3 separate regions of the Mus musculus genome follow, and all the other regions are linked to region 1. The links are chromatin contacts, called in public Hi-C and Micro-C maps. All regions are on one chromosome and are shown on one strand. Each heading gives the region's core, a stretch centred on a gene start, on an enhancer-like site or on the middle of the called end of the contact. The rest is flanking DNA. Distances are from core to core; before and after follow the strand shown.

Evidence for each region. A called contact is a pair of places that touch in the nucleus more often than the background predicts.
Region 2: a contact with region 1 is called in a Micro-C map of the HL-1 cell line, with 2.5 times the contacts expected there. The contact joins two enhancer-like sites. A contact is called at or near these places in 2 of 484 Hi-C or Micro-C datasets (the HL-1 cell line and adipose-derived mesenchymal stem cells).
Region 3: a contact with region 1 is called in a Hi-C map of the N1E-115 cell line, with 4 times the contacts expected there. The contact joins two enhancer-like sites. A contact is called at or near these places in 1 of 15 datasets of contacts at CTCF or cohesin (the NIH/3T3 cell line) and 1 of 484 Hi-C or Micro-C datasets (the N1E-115 cell line).

Annotation. Positions count from the first base shown.
Region 1 is chr6:12,810,886-12,815,595 of GRCm38.p6, forward strand. No RefSeq gene overlaps it. Among named protein-coding and RNA genes, the nearest start is that of Thsd7a, 64 kb to the left of the region's middle. Within about 2 kb of position 3,141, at least 48 of the 459 cell types and tissues checked have an H3K27ac peak or open chromatin away from gene starts, as enhancers often do. A contact at or near this core is called in the HL-1 cell line and the N1E-115 cell line, where this site is marked.
Region 2 is chr6:12,456,578-12,461,070 of GRCm38.p6, forward strand. The region is part of intron 6 of Thsd7a (thrombospondin, type I, domain containing 7A); the gene reads right to left. The region is part of intron 1 of Gm38583 (a long non-coding RNA gene); the gene reads left to right. Among named protein-coding and RNA genes, the nearest start is that of Gm38583, 22 kb to the left of the region's middle. Within about 2 kb of position 2,469, at least 21 of the 459 cell types and tissues checked have an H3K27ac peak or open chromatin away from gene starts, as enhancers often do. A contact at or near this core is called in the HL-1 cell line, where this site is marked.
Region 3 is chr6:12,348,830-12,353,427 of GRCm38.p6, forward strand. It overlaps Thsd7a (thrombospondin, type I, domain containing 7A), which reads right to left. Exons shown (of 28, transcript NM_001164805.1): 14 at 3,156-3,334; 15 at 881-886. Among named protein-coding and RNA genes, the nearest start is that of Gm38583, 86 kb to the right of the region's middle. Within about 2 kb of position 2,507, at least 14 of the 459 cell types and tissues checked have an H3K27ac peak or open chromatin away from gene starts, as enhancers often do. A contact at or near this core is called in the N1E-115 cell line, where this site is marked.

The sequences.
Region 1 (4,710 bases), core at 1,891-4,390:
CTTCAGAAGAGTTTAATTTGAAAATGACTGACCCTTTATTATCAGTTGCATAAATTAAACATTAGTCATCTGTTAAAAATCATATTTCTACCTTTCAATGAAAATATTTTATTAGCTGGTAAAATTTTTCTATTTCCCTGGAATAAAGGACAGAAGAAATTCCCATTGTTCAAGTGGACAGGGGTGTAAGCTAGAAACCTCATCTGTCACTGGATTGCCCTTGAGCCACGCAGTTTTATGATATTTCTAAAGAGTCTGTTTGCACCTGAAAATGTTCTTCCATTTAACAAATGCACTTTTGAAGTAGACACTTTTTGCCTTTTCTATTCTTAGACAAAGAAAAAGGAGACAGAAAGAAAAGATATATATTTTTTACTGCCTTTCTTTGTTTTCCACAAGCACATTCAATAAACTGTCCTGTCAAGAGTAAGAGCGAAGGGCTCAATTCAATAAAAAATTGCAGTGATTATGCTATGCAATTTTGCTCTCACTACTTTATCACAATTTACCATTCAAGTAGACAATGCTCTTCTTCCAGCCCTAGAAGGGGAAAGGCCCCATCTACTATGGCAAGGTCGTTCTCTATTCAAAGACACCAGACCTATTTGACAGCTTGTCTTATATCAGATATCCAGCAGTCTTTGTGTCATAAACTAAGTCATGATTTTTTGTTACACAAAGTAGCCAAATGAATCATTATCACATAAGAATTATTTACCTAGACAATATCAGGATCAGCGATTATAATTGCCTGAAACATAACAAGATACAGTATTTCAGGTCTCAGAGGTATGTTTAACTGATTACTTCTACCCTGAGTGCTGCCCCTCTTCAAGGTCATTCAATAGGATGTAAAAGAGCAGGAAGGGTCTCACTTTAGAGGATAATCCAGTTAGTTTGCCATGTGCACACAATTGAAAGGAAGGACAAGTCAGAAGTCAAGTTACTAACCCCCAAGATAAGCTAGGTCTCAGCTCAGTTAGACAATTTTCCTGAAAACTATGTATATCTAAAACTGTTCAACATATACATTAGCAGATTTACAGATTTCTGCAAATAGGTACTTGTGTTATATATTACAATATATGTGCAACTTGTGTGTGTTAGTATAAATGAATATTAAGAAATCCAATGTTATGTTTATCTGACCTGACCTAGAAATCTAGGCATTTTATACTCATAACATATCTCCATCCTGGCTAGTCATATCCAAGTGCCCAATAGTGTTTCTTTACTGGATGGAGTCTCTCTAGTCTCCTATGGAATCCCCTCTCCCCCAGGTCTTGAGCCTCTCTCTTGGAATTGCAAGAATGTAAGAGCACACCTTCTAGAGGATCAAGCGAGGTTTATGACTGTTCTGCTCTGATAAGACTCTGGCAAAGCATGTGAGGAAGTGAAAAGATTTATTATAGGCTTTAAAAGCATAAATAAAGCTTGAAGGTAAAAGGAGAATGTACAACAAGAAGGACAATATATTATACTGTGCCTAGTGGTGCCTTTAAGAGGACTCAGGCACATAGGAGTTATTATGAAGGCCAGTAGAGATGATCCCAGCAAGGCAGTGAGTACCAATGTTCCTCAACTCAAAATAAGATCATACACTGATAAACCCACTCAATACTGAAGTGATCATAATTTGAATATGCATTTACATCACCTACCCTGCTGGATATCACAGCTCAGCAACACAATGCACACTTTATCATTTTATAACCTCATCAAAGTAGAAATGACTGAGAGCTGGCCACTGTGGCTGGTTTTTCTGTCCTACATTGCACAAGAGAATCATATTACATATTCTTGACCAGGAATATGACCAAAATTCAAAATATGATTTCAACTGAGTGCATGACATTTTTTATACCATAGTCAAGTGATAAATCTATTAGTCATGCCATAGTAAGTCTGGAAACTTGTATACTAGAAAAATAAAAGTGCATTTGATATATTTCGTTAAAACAATCAGAAGGGCTTTGGGGTTTGTCTGAAGATTAAGTATTAAAGAAATTATGACATTATCAATGAAAGCAGATCAGTGCACCTTGGAAATGGCAATTCAGAAAAGTCATTGAAGTCAACAAGGATAAGAAAAACAGAAATGGGCTGGAGAGATAGTTCAGCAGTTAAGAGCACTGACTGTTCTTCCAGAGGTTCTGAGTTTAATTCCCAGCAACTCACGATCATCTGTAATAGGATCCATTGCCCTTTTCTTGTATATCTAAGTGTACTCAAAAATAAATAAATAATTATTTAAACAGCAGCAAAAGGAAACAAGAACTAAAAAGACTGCTTGATAGGTAAGAATGTTTGTTGCATAACCATGAGGATCAGGAGTTTCATCCCAACATTCTTGTAATGACTGGTTCAGTGCATGTATGTAGCTATGCAACCATGTAACCCAGCATTGAGTGACATAGAGACAGAAGGCTCATCAGGGATTGTTGCTTATGAGCTGAGCCTCCAGCAAAATAGTTCCAGGCCCCTAAGAAATAAGGTAGAAAGTAAAAAGTAGGACAGTCCACTCATTCCTCTGGCCTTCATGCATATACATGTACACATAAACTTTACACACATACTCACATATACTTACACACATGGGAAAAAAAAAAAAAAGAAGAGAACCAAAATCAAGTATGCCCACTGCTGGAACCTGCCTCTTTGCTGTTCGGAGCAATGCACGTAGTCACCCTGCTATTGGACCCCAAGATTAATTGGCGGGAATCGGGCCCCTTCCCCTGCTTCATAACTGTGTGTGGAACAGTAAAATTGAGCTTTGATCAGAATGCCTGTCTTAGCTGCATTTCTTTCTCTCACCTCCTAGCCCCTCTTCTCTTCCAGGTTTCCAAAATGCCTTTCTATGCCAGAACCCAGGCTGTGATCTGCTGGCCGGACACAACACATATCGAAAGGAAATAAAACTTGAGACCTGTGATTCATGTAATGTATGTCAAATAGCCCAGGCATGCCCGAGTCCATCTTGAAGCTAGGTTACCCAGTTGTAAAGATAAGGGAAGGAATGCAGGAACTGGTTCTGACTATTTTGGCTGACTCATTGACCATCTGGCAGCCCAGCACCTCCTGCTCACCCCCCACCCCTTTTTATAGAGAGCATAGTTAAAAGCTGAAACATTAACCAGATGCATTGTCAACTCAGATAAGCCCCTGACTTTAGAATCCTTATACGCCCAGGCCTGCACGTACTATTCTGCTGACTCATAATCATGTTGCTGATGTTTGAATGGGCCAATCGTATGTAACCATGCCAATTCTTCCTAGCCTGTAATCCCTACCCTATAAAAACCCCGAGTTTTTGAGTCTCAGGGGCAATTCCTCTGTCTTCTGCGTGAGATATGTATTAACCCGGAGCTCCGCCATTAAAGCTACCTCGTGCTTTTGCAACAAGGAGGTCTCTCGTGTTTCTTTGGATAACCCTGCGCCTCGAGACTTGAGTGGGGGGGGGCTCCTTCTTGGGGTCCTACAATATTACTGAAGTTAGCAATGCAAAACAAACATTTAAATGCTGATCTAAGAAGTTCTAAAAGTGGTACAACTAAAGCTATGAAAGATATCGTGGCTAACATAGAGGATTAGAATTTATCAAAAAGAACAAAGCTTTGAAACTATGCAAGTTGATATGATCTACCAATGAGAAAATACATACAAAAAGAAAAGTAATGCAGCCTTGAATAGTTCCATATCCAAAAAATTTAAGAAAATCCAAAGTTTGGAAATAAAAAGAACAGAAATTACCAAACATTATTTACCCTAAATAATTCATGAAGTCTTAGAGTAGTAGCACGGACATAATGTGGAAGAGTAAGTAGCTGTGCATTCCCCTGTGCTATCACTGCATTACAAAAGTATCCAATGAAGTATAAAAAGAAAGATTGGGAAGTATGTATATGTATATTTTCCATATTGTTATATTTTGAATCAGACATTGTGATTAAAAAAGCAAAACATTTCTCATTTTTCCCAAGAAAAAGCTGAACCAGATGACTGAATAATTCTGGTAGAATTAAACTAGAGATTTAATTCTGCATGCACATCACCATGGCCGGCAACCTTTACAAAAGGACCACACCAGGACTGGGAATGAAAGATAAGAAATACGAGTTTAGCTGGAGAGGTGTGCATCTCTCTTCTAAATGAGGAAAAGGTTACCTAAGCCTGAAGTATGACTGTGAGCTGTGAAGATTAAGTTGGTCTCTGCATTGCTGAGATTTAGCTTCACAATACTAGGCTGAAACTGGAGAGGGAGGGTGCTGATGGGTGTGCTTCCTGGGAAACACGGAATCCGCACAGTTCTTACCTCACAGACAATAAGAAAGTCATCACCATGAAATCACGTGACAATACAGTATCAGCAGAACAAGGGCATTAAGGCCCTGATCTGGAAGATCCAGTGCACAGACACTTTGGAAGCTGAAGTTTTAGAATAATTAAAAGAAATGTTGCAATACAAGAATATTAAGAAAGTGCTAAGTATGCTAGTCAATCTAAATAAATTAATTGTACTGTGTGAATGACTGACAATTAATAATTAGAAAGAACACTTGTTTCAAGAAGTGGGGGCACTGGCAGGGATAAATAGTGCCATAACAAGTCTGTGGTAAGTTTTGGTCTGTTGCTATGTATTGTAATGCTAAATACTGGCTCCCAAGGTCTGATAGCCCCAGGGACAAAGGAATCTGCATGTTTACCAGCTTT
Region 2 (4,493 bases), core at 1,219-3,718, 350 kb before region 1:
ACATGTATACTTTTAATGTGAAACTGTCCCAATAGGTTTTTGGGTTTGCACACTTGGTCCCTGCTGGTAGAAGTGTTTTCGGAGCAATACTCTTAAATGTGCCACTGCGGAGTTGCTTTAGCCCCTCATTACTTCTTGTCCAGTTTGGGCTTCCTGAAGGAGGACAGAGTGTGGCTAGTCCCACGATGGACTGGATCTATTCTTAAACCATGAGCCAAAATAATTTCCTGAGGTGTCATAGCACAGTAGTCATAGCATATATAGTCTTATTACATATAAGCATATAATTCTTATGTGGCTGCCACAGATGTGTACACACAGAGCTCAGATATGAATTTCTTAACCATCATGAGAAGTATGTTTACCTATGTTATGGTACATCATAGGCATTCTACGGAATAACTTAGAAGTTGACAATGTAACTTCTATCTTTTTTTATTTACTTGCTGAATAGCTTAATAGCAATTTGAAACATTCCTTCCATTGATTATAACTTATAAAATATTTCTTTTACGAAACACAGACTCTGAAACATATGGCTGTATATATCTGCTTTGTAAGCTGAATATGTTATAGTGAAGCAAGAGCATACAAGCATGACCAAGGGAAAGTAATTTCAATACAATGAAAACCTTGGTATTATTCCTTGATTAATTTTTTTATTGCTAAAGTTTACAGTTTTTGTTTTGTTTTGCTTTCTAAAGGAGGATCAAGACAGTTTGTTCCAAATTCCCTTTTTGCCCTCCTTTGACTGGAATTCTGTTTATGAATAATTGGATATGAGTAACTCCAGTCAGATACTTCTGATTTGCAAAAAATGCTGTGAAAATGCTGTCCTCTTGATAACTCTTGTCCTCCATAGAAACTCATTCACACTTCTGCATGGCAATTATGATACATGTGAATACTTGTAGCTTATTAAATCTTATGGAAGATACCAAATGTTTTTATACAGCTCCAACTTTAGCCTAAAATATATTAACCTTCTTAAGAGTTTATGTTCCTTTGGTTAAAATGAGTCATCTTGGGGTGTGTGTGTTGCACAGTTTCACAGTTTACATGATAAATGTTTCTTAAAGGTCCAGGAGGCATGATTCTAGGGTGGTGCTATTAGTAATTTCTTTATTGCCATGTCGTAGTGAAGTATGTTAGGGCATTGAACACAGGCCTTGAAGGGGATGCTAGGCCTGTGGTTTTTCTTTCTTTCTATTTTACTGCCTAGGCATGATGTGAATGTAGCATTTTTATCTTGTTATCCAGCACCTACATCAGAGTCAATGGGCCCTTGGTGAATAAACATCGTGAGCCAATATAAGCTTTTCTGTTCATAGTTTGATTATTTTACATTTCTTATTATAGTAAAGGAAAGTTGACTGACGGAGCTCACATGTGGGCCTATATTCAGTGCTATAATCAGTGGGATCCAGAAAACTATCAAAAAACATAATCACAGGGTAAAATTTTGTTAAAGTCTTCAAAATTCAAGGACATTAACAGTAACTGGCATCCTGTTTATTTTTTATCCCCCTGAAAAGGTAGTGTCTATTTGCTCCAGTGTACTGAGACTTGAGAGTAATGGAATCTGAAGGCGTGTCCGGATGTTAACAGGGTGTGCAGTTTGATGCCAAGTTTTATCTGACATCTGACAGGCAAAGCTGGAATTTGCAATGAAGGCAATAACAAAAATTTGTGTAAAGAAAAATTGAGAGTCATATCTTAAATGGAGATGATTTCTAGGGGTAAAAGAAAGAAATTAGCAATGGGCCAGAGGTTTATTGACAGCCTATTATGTGGAGATAGTCCTAAGAAATAGGGATGCAAAGATAATAAGTTGCTATCAAGCAGTGACTAATAGTACTAGGTAGACACTTAGACTGACTTCTTTCCAAATGTTACAAAGTATACAGTGGGGAATAAAAGGAGGGATGCAGTGGGCAAATAGCAGGGGAAATGACAAAGAACATTCTGCAATTACAAAATTGCTTTGAACTTCACAAAAGAGTCATCAGGATACCAGTAAGAGATTTTAAAACAGCCAAATTGTGTAATATAGCAAGGAAGGATTCATAGTAAGCATCCGAATGGCAGCATAAAGAACACTTGATCCCTTGACAGGAGTATCTCTGGTAACTTCCCTGGTTCTCAATTATAGCAATTCCTTCAGATTTGCATCCTGGATGGCACTACTAGAACTCTCATATAAGACACTATCTTTTCTCACCTGGACTAATGTTCTGGCCCCTCATTCTTTCTTTTATGCCTATTAAAGCTCAATCTCAACAAAACCGTATGAGTGATTATTAGGTAAGATGTCAATGGCTACTTTGTTTAGACTCGGGGAATCCCTATCTTATTACGAAAGCTCTGGAATGTTTCCTGTCTCTGCAATATTTCTAAATCCACCCTGCAAGTCATCTGCCACTAAATAACTTCACCACAAGCACACTGGGTTCTTGGCTGTTTCTCAGATATCCAAAGCATTTGTTATCTCACAGTGTTGAAATGGAGAATTTGTCTCTGCTCTGTGCCTTTTGCTATCTCCCTCATGGAATATGTCTCCCTATCTACTCCCGCCACCATCTTCAATCTATCAACAGGAATATGTTGTACTGTAACATGTACTAGGCTAGTAAAAATAGAGAAGAAATCAGCTTTGAAAGAATAATAATGGACTTAATGTTGGCAGACAGTGGATTTAAAATGCCTGAGTAGTTGACTGTGGCTTCTGTTGGAAGGAAGTTGTAGAGGCCTGTTGCAATGGGCCTTTTAAAGTTATCTAGGCAGTATTTAAGGAAGAAACAGTGACTGGAACAGCCTGTAGGAAACACAGCAAGTTATGAGCAAAATTCTGGTGAGTACCTCCCATCAAAATACGCGATGTTGCACAATTCCCTCGGTCTGATTAGTCTTAAGACTCTTTTGATCACATGACTTAGGGCAAAGGTGTTAAATTGATCTTTTAAGAAATCTAGACACTTTATAGTACATGGCTTGTTAGCTGAGTCGGTGAAATCACAAGAGAACATGTATGACAGAAGACATGTTACCATAATTCAAGGAGCAAAGGAGAGGGTGGAAAATATATGGACAAAGATCCATCTCAGGATTAGTCAACAAATTCTTGTCTTAATTTTTCTAGTCTATTTATTCTGGTGTAAGATATCCCAGATGTAAGAAAACTGGCTGTTATGGCTGTGTTGTTACCTTACCGCTGCTTAGTTAACCCATATGACAATGTAGGCCTTTGTCTTAGTTAACCCATATGACAATGTAGGGCTTTATCTTAGTTAACCCATATGACAATGTAGGGCTTTGTCTTAGTTAACCCATATGACAATGTAGGCCTTTGTCTTAGTTAACCCATATGACAATGTAGAACTTTGTCTTAGTTAACCCATATGACAATGTAGGCCTTTGTCTTAGTTAACCCATATGACAATGTAGGACTTTGTCTTAGTTAACCCATATGACAATGTAGGGCTTTGTCTTAGTTAACCCATATGACAATGTAGGCCTTTGTCTTAGTTAACCCATATGACAATGTAGGCCTTTGTCTTAGTTAACCCATATGACAATGTAGGCCTTTGTCTTAGTTAACCCATATGACAATGTAGGGCTTTGTCTTAGTTAACCCATATGACAATGTAGGGCTTTGTCTTAGTTAACCCATATGACAATGTAGGCCTTTGTCTTAGTTAACCCATATGACAATGTAGGCCTTTGTCTTAGTTAACCCATATGACAATGTAGGGCTTTGTCTTAGTTAACCCATATGACAATGTAGGCCTTTGTCTTAGTTAACCCATATGACAATGTAGGGCTTTGTCTTAGTTAACCCATATGACAATGTAGGGCTTTGTCTTAGTTAACCCATATGACAATGTAGGCCTTTGTCTTAGTTAACCCATATGACAATGTAGGCCTTTGTCTTAGTTAACCCATATGACAATGTAGGGCTTTGTCTTAGTTAACCCATATGACAATGTAGGGCTTTGTCTTAGTTAACCCATATGACAATGTAGGCCTTTGTCTTAGTTAACCCATATGACAATGTAGGCCTTTGTCTTAGTTAACCCATATGACAATGTAGGGCTTTGTCTTAGTTAACCCATATGACAATGTAGGCCTTTGTCTTAGTTAACCCATATGACAATGTAGGGCTTTGTCTTAGTTAACCCATATGACAATGTAGGACTTTGTCTTAGTTAACCCATATGACAATGTAGGCCTTTGTCTTAGTTAACCCATATGACAATGTAGGGCTTTGTCTTAGTTAACCCATATGACAATGTAGGACTTTGTCTTAGTTAACCCATATGACAATATAGGGCTTTGTCTTCTCTTGAGTTTGGCATTAAGAATCATAGCTAACAGTCAAGTGGGGATTTTATATGAATAGGACCTAAATAATGGAATATTAAATTTTATGGCAAGTCTTTGCCTAATTTACTCTAATTAAGTAATTATTCCCCCTGTTATCTATAATATTGCAA
Region 3 (4,598 bases), core at 1,257-3,756, 460 kb before region 1:
ATTAGCTTTATATGATGTATAGCCACAGACACAGCTGTCAGCACCAAGGGCCTCACAGAACACAGCCAACTATCTGTGGTTATTGTCCACAAATCTTTCAGTCTCAAAGACAGTACAGTATGTTTTTGTTTTCAGGAATTCTAAAACAATGAAGCAATTGTGCAGTTTTCTCAATGAGAAAAATAAGTAGAAAAAAAAACCTACTACAACCAAAAATATAACCATCAAAGAAAAAATTTTTAAATATTTTCATAATATGTGAATCTATACACACAGACACAGACACACACATACACACAGACACACACAAATGATTTAGGTAATCAATTCCAGGAATCAGATTTAGACATTCTTTTGGAATTATTCTTTTGCAATTATTTACCCCACATAAGAGTAAAGCATATGCAATGTGGGTATAAGACTGTAGCTAATGATACAACTGGTATATTCCCATTAGGGAGATGTGTTAAAACAGGACTATCACCATATGGCTAAACACCACCACACCAGTCCCAGGGAAAAGAAGAATCGAAATGGAGGGGCCCTGCTGCTCTTCCTAATCCTTTGATAAACGATCATTCCCCATTGTTGGGGGATAAATGCAAAGTATTTCATTGACATTTCCAACATCTCCAAATCACCATTTTCAGTCCACCATAATTCTCTCCTTCAAGCATAAATAAAGGGTACCATTGCCTCATTAAAGTGGGATAGGTGATGGCTAATTACCTCACTCTGTCTCCTCAGGCTCTATCAATAAAGCAACCCTACTGCTATACTAGGAGATAAAAAGGGGAACAGGCAGAGGAAAACCTAGTGGAGAAAATAATAATTCTTTAAAGAGCAGCACTCTGAAGAAATGGAAGATAAGCACACTCACCTGTGCCTGGAATGGTGTTTGTCAGGAATGACGTAAAGGACAAGAAACAGAGAAATGTGAAAACGTTAGTTACTTTGATAAGAGCTCATTCATATTGTACATTGTCAGTTATGTAGACTTTTATTTAAAACATTAATTTAGTAAAATCTTAGGAAGAATCTCATAGGTTTTAGGAAGGGGAAATCAACCATTCCTCATGTCCTAAATGCAAGATGAGCAGACAAAGATTACACATCCCAGGGAAAGATGATTGCATGTTCAGGAGGACAAGAGTTCAAAACCCGAGTGGCTCTCAGAGCCCCTGTCACTGCAAACTCAACTACAGTTGCAAATATCTTAGGAATCAACAGAAACATGGACTGGTGTCTATATATTGACCCACCTATGGTTTCATCTACCCACCAGTCCACTTTAATCCATTAATACATTTTAGTGAGATAAGGACCTTAGGGCTTAACTTCAGTGAGGAAACACTCTCAGAGACCATTTTTTTACATCAACAAACTGCTATACTTTTACTGAGGAATTTTAATTAAAGTAAAAATCTGCATGGTTTATATTTTATAAACAATTGCCCAGCACTTTGCTTATTTGATTTTCTTGAGTATTTTACTGATATTTAAATACTTATCTTTAAGCTTTATGTAAAACATTATGCTCAAAATTTGATGTCTAATTGTTTTCTTTCTTGATTTACCTTTCTGTTTTCAGTTATTACTGTTTTGATATACTCCCAATGAATTGAAAACCAATACATACATGTGCTTATCAAGTGCTGCCTTGAATTTTAAGAGAGATGTAACATTGTATGATGTACAGACAACTAAGCACAGGGTCATGTGCCTTTGGAAACAAAAGTGCTTAGGTTAATGTGGCATATTTAATTTGCTACTTAGACACATACACATGTGATGTATTGACACATGTATACTTCCTCTTTGATAGGACTATGGATCATAATTTATTAATACTAAATTTGTCATTGGAAATTCAAGATTTCTGAGCTTGTAGACAAACATTCTTGTCATCGTAAGCATGGGACTCGTGTTCCTCTGTTTCATATTCACCCAATTCCAGCTCTGCAAGTGAATTTCTTCTTTTGAAATGAACACTTGCAGTTTAAGAATACAAAATGCTCAACTGCCAGGAGATGGCGATAGAAGAGTATATTATTCTCTCTACATTGCCTAAATTTATCTAGGACTGAGATTACTTTCAATTTAATTCTTCAATGTCCTCATTTTTACTTACTTAGAAGTTTCCTTTGTATATGGTACGATTCTGTTGTTCCCAACAATCTTAGCTTAATCAGAAGGAAACTGCTGATAACCGTGTGGTTAGAGGTTAAAATGAGACAGGCTATGTTCACATGAGGCAGCTTTACATATTTAAATCCTCGGTTCACTTGCTCATGGCTCAAATTCAAAACATAACATCTGCACACACTCTGGAAAATCTATTCTCTGCTAATTTACATGGCGATCAACTGTGATAACAATGGCCTGTTCTGTTAAACTTAAGTTAATCACAATTCTGTCATTAGCCATTTTACTCTTTATCTCCAACAGAATACAAATAACAACCACGGATAGCAGCCAGTGAAGTATGCATGCGAGCTCTAACACAGCTCCAATGCTAGAAAAGGCAGTGACTGAATTGCTAGCACATATACATATACATATACATATACATATACATATACATATACATATACATACACATACACACACACACACACACACACACACACACACACACACACACATATATATGAACTTTGAGACACTTCTTACATTTCTTATTTTACACTAACTAGATTGGAATGAATAAGTAACACCCCCCTTCTTTTTTTTAGAGCATATTCATGTCATTTCTTTGCTTTTCTCTTGAGTCCTTGGCTACTGAGCTCTCTTTCTGGTGGAAGTCTAGGGAAACTGTAAGGATGACGTGACTTCATCACAGCAGTTAGCACAATTGTATGGTAGATTAATGCCTTGACAGTACTCACGACTTATCTGTCATTTTGCCTGCATGGAACTGTATTTTATCTAGATGCGTGCAGAATCCTGAGTTCCCAGAAAATTTCAGATGTAATATGTATAATTTGAGATTTTACATTGTAGTATGATTTTCTCAGACCTTTTGAAAATAGAATCCATCCCATTTCTTTTTCAGGAGCTATTATTTAATTTTGTGCGTCTTTGAGAAATAATAGAATAAAACATCCTTGGGAGTCTGAGGAATATCTTAATGCGTTTGATGTCAGTAAAAATACCTGGTTGACATGGTCCAGTTTGGGGCAAGGCCTTCCTCCGTTATAAGGCTTTTCGCGCAGCCACTTGGACCGGACCTTCACGCCGCTGCCACAGGACTTGCTGCAGCGGGACCAGTTGGACCACTCACTGAGCTTGCAGTCTGAGGGGCAGGGGATGATGCAGGCTTCTTCTATGTAACCTGAGCAGAGGAAAGTGAAATAAGCGAATTTGCTACCTGTCATTCTCTGACTTGCACTTACCATTCCAGCTCATTTAGAAGGCCCACTTTTGACTTGACGGGAGCATGTGAACGCAGAGATGTCTGCATCCTTAGGGACTCAAATTAAATTCTTCAGGGAAATGACACATCTATACCGCGACTGTGTTAAAATAACTGCTAAGTAGCTGCCATGTGATCTGCTTAGGATTCGTGCCCACTGTGTTTCAATGTTTCTGCTTGGTGACAGCTCTTGTTTAATTGACAGTAGCCTGTCGGCTCACCATCTCACTCTCAAAGTTGCCAGAGTGAAGTTAAAAATCTAACACAGACTTGTGTGACACTGTATGTGTGAATGCCACACACACAGGCGGGGATGTGAGTCCTCACAGTATTCCTCCTCATGAAAAATCAGTTCCTTGAGGTAAACATCCAAAAGAATCCATTTAAATTGGCACCTTTCATTCCCCCTTCCTTGAAAATCAGTTCGGAGGAGGGAAATCTGAGGGTGTTATGTAAGCAAATCCTAGTATCTCCACAGGGCTGTAACTATTAAAACCGCACCTCGTTTTGGGTCCATTTGATCCTCTTGGAATTATAGATGTATTAGGCAGGAACAAGAAAACAAATGCTGAGAGATGATAGACAAGTCTAAGAGCACAGGGTAAAGATGGTGCTGGCTTTTCATGAGCTAAATGAATACTGAGTGGATTTGATTTGGGAAGGAGGAAACACTTGCTTTGATTGGTTCTTCACTATCAACTTAATATGTCATGATATCAAATTATCTCTAGATGGAGATGCAAAACTATAGTTTTCCTCCATCTGTATGGCTGATTTTAGAAAGAAGTCATATCAGTCTACTTCATCTTTTTATACCGGTGACACAGATGTTAACATGCAAGTGACTATCATATTCCACACTCTATGAAGGAACAGGTAGATTGTAAACCTTTTGAGCTAAAAACAATCATATAACATAAAAGTCAGCTCATGTTTCAAATTTTTTGTATATTTGCTAAGTTGTACGGTTATTACCACCATCTAAATTTTAGAAGTTTAGATCATTTTTAAACAAACTCCTTTTCTGAAATTGTCCCTATTATTATCAATATATATATATATATATATATATATATATATATATATATTTATTACCTTCCTCTTTAGATGCCAGCTATCAATTTATTATGGGACTCTACAAAACTGTCTTTTAATTGATCATATAAGTGAGACCCAGTGAACC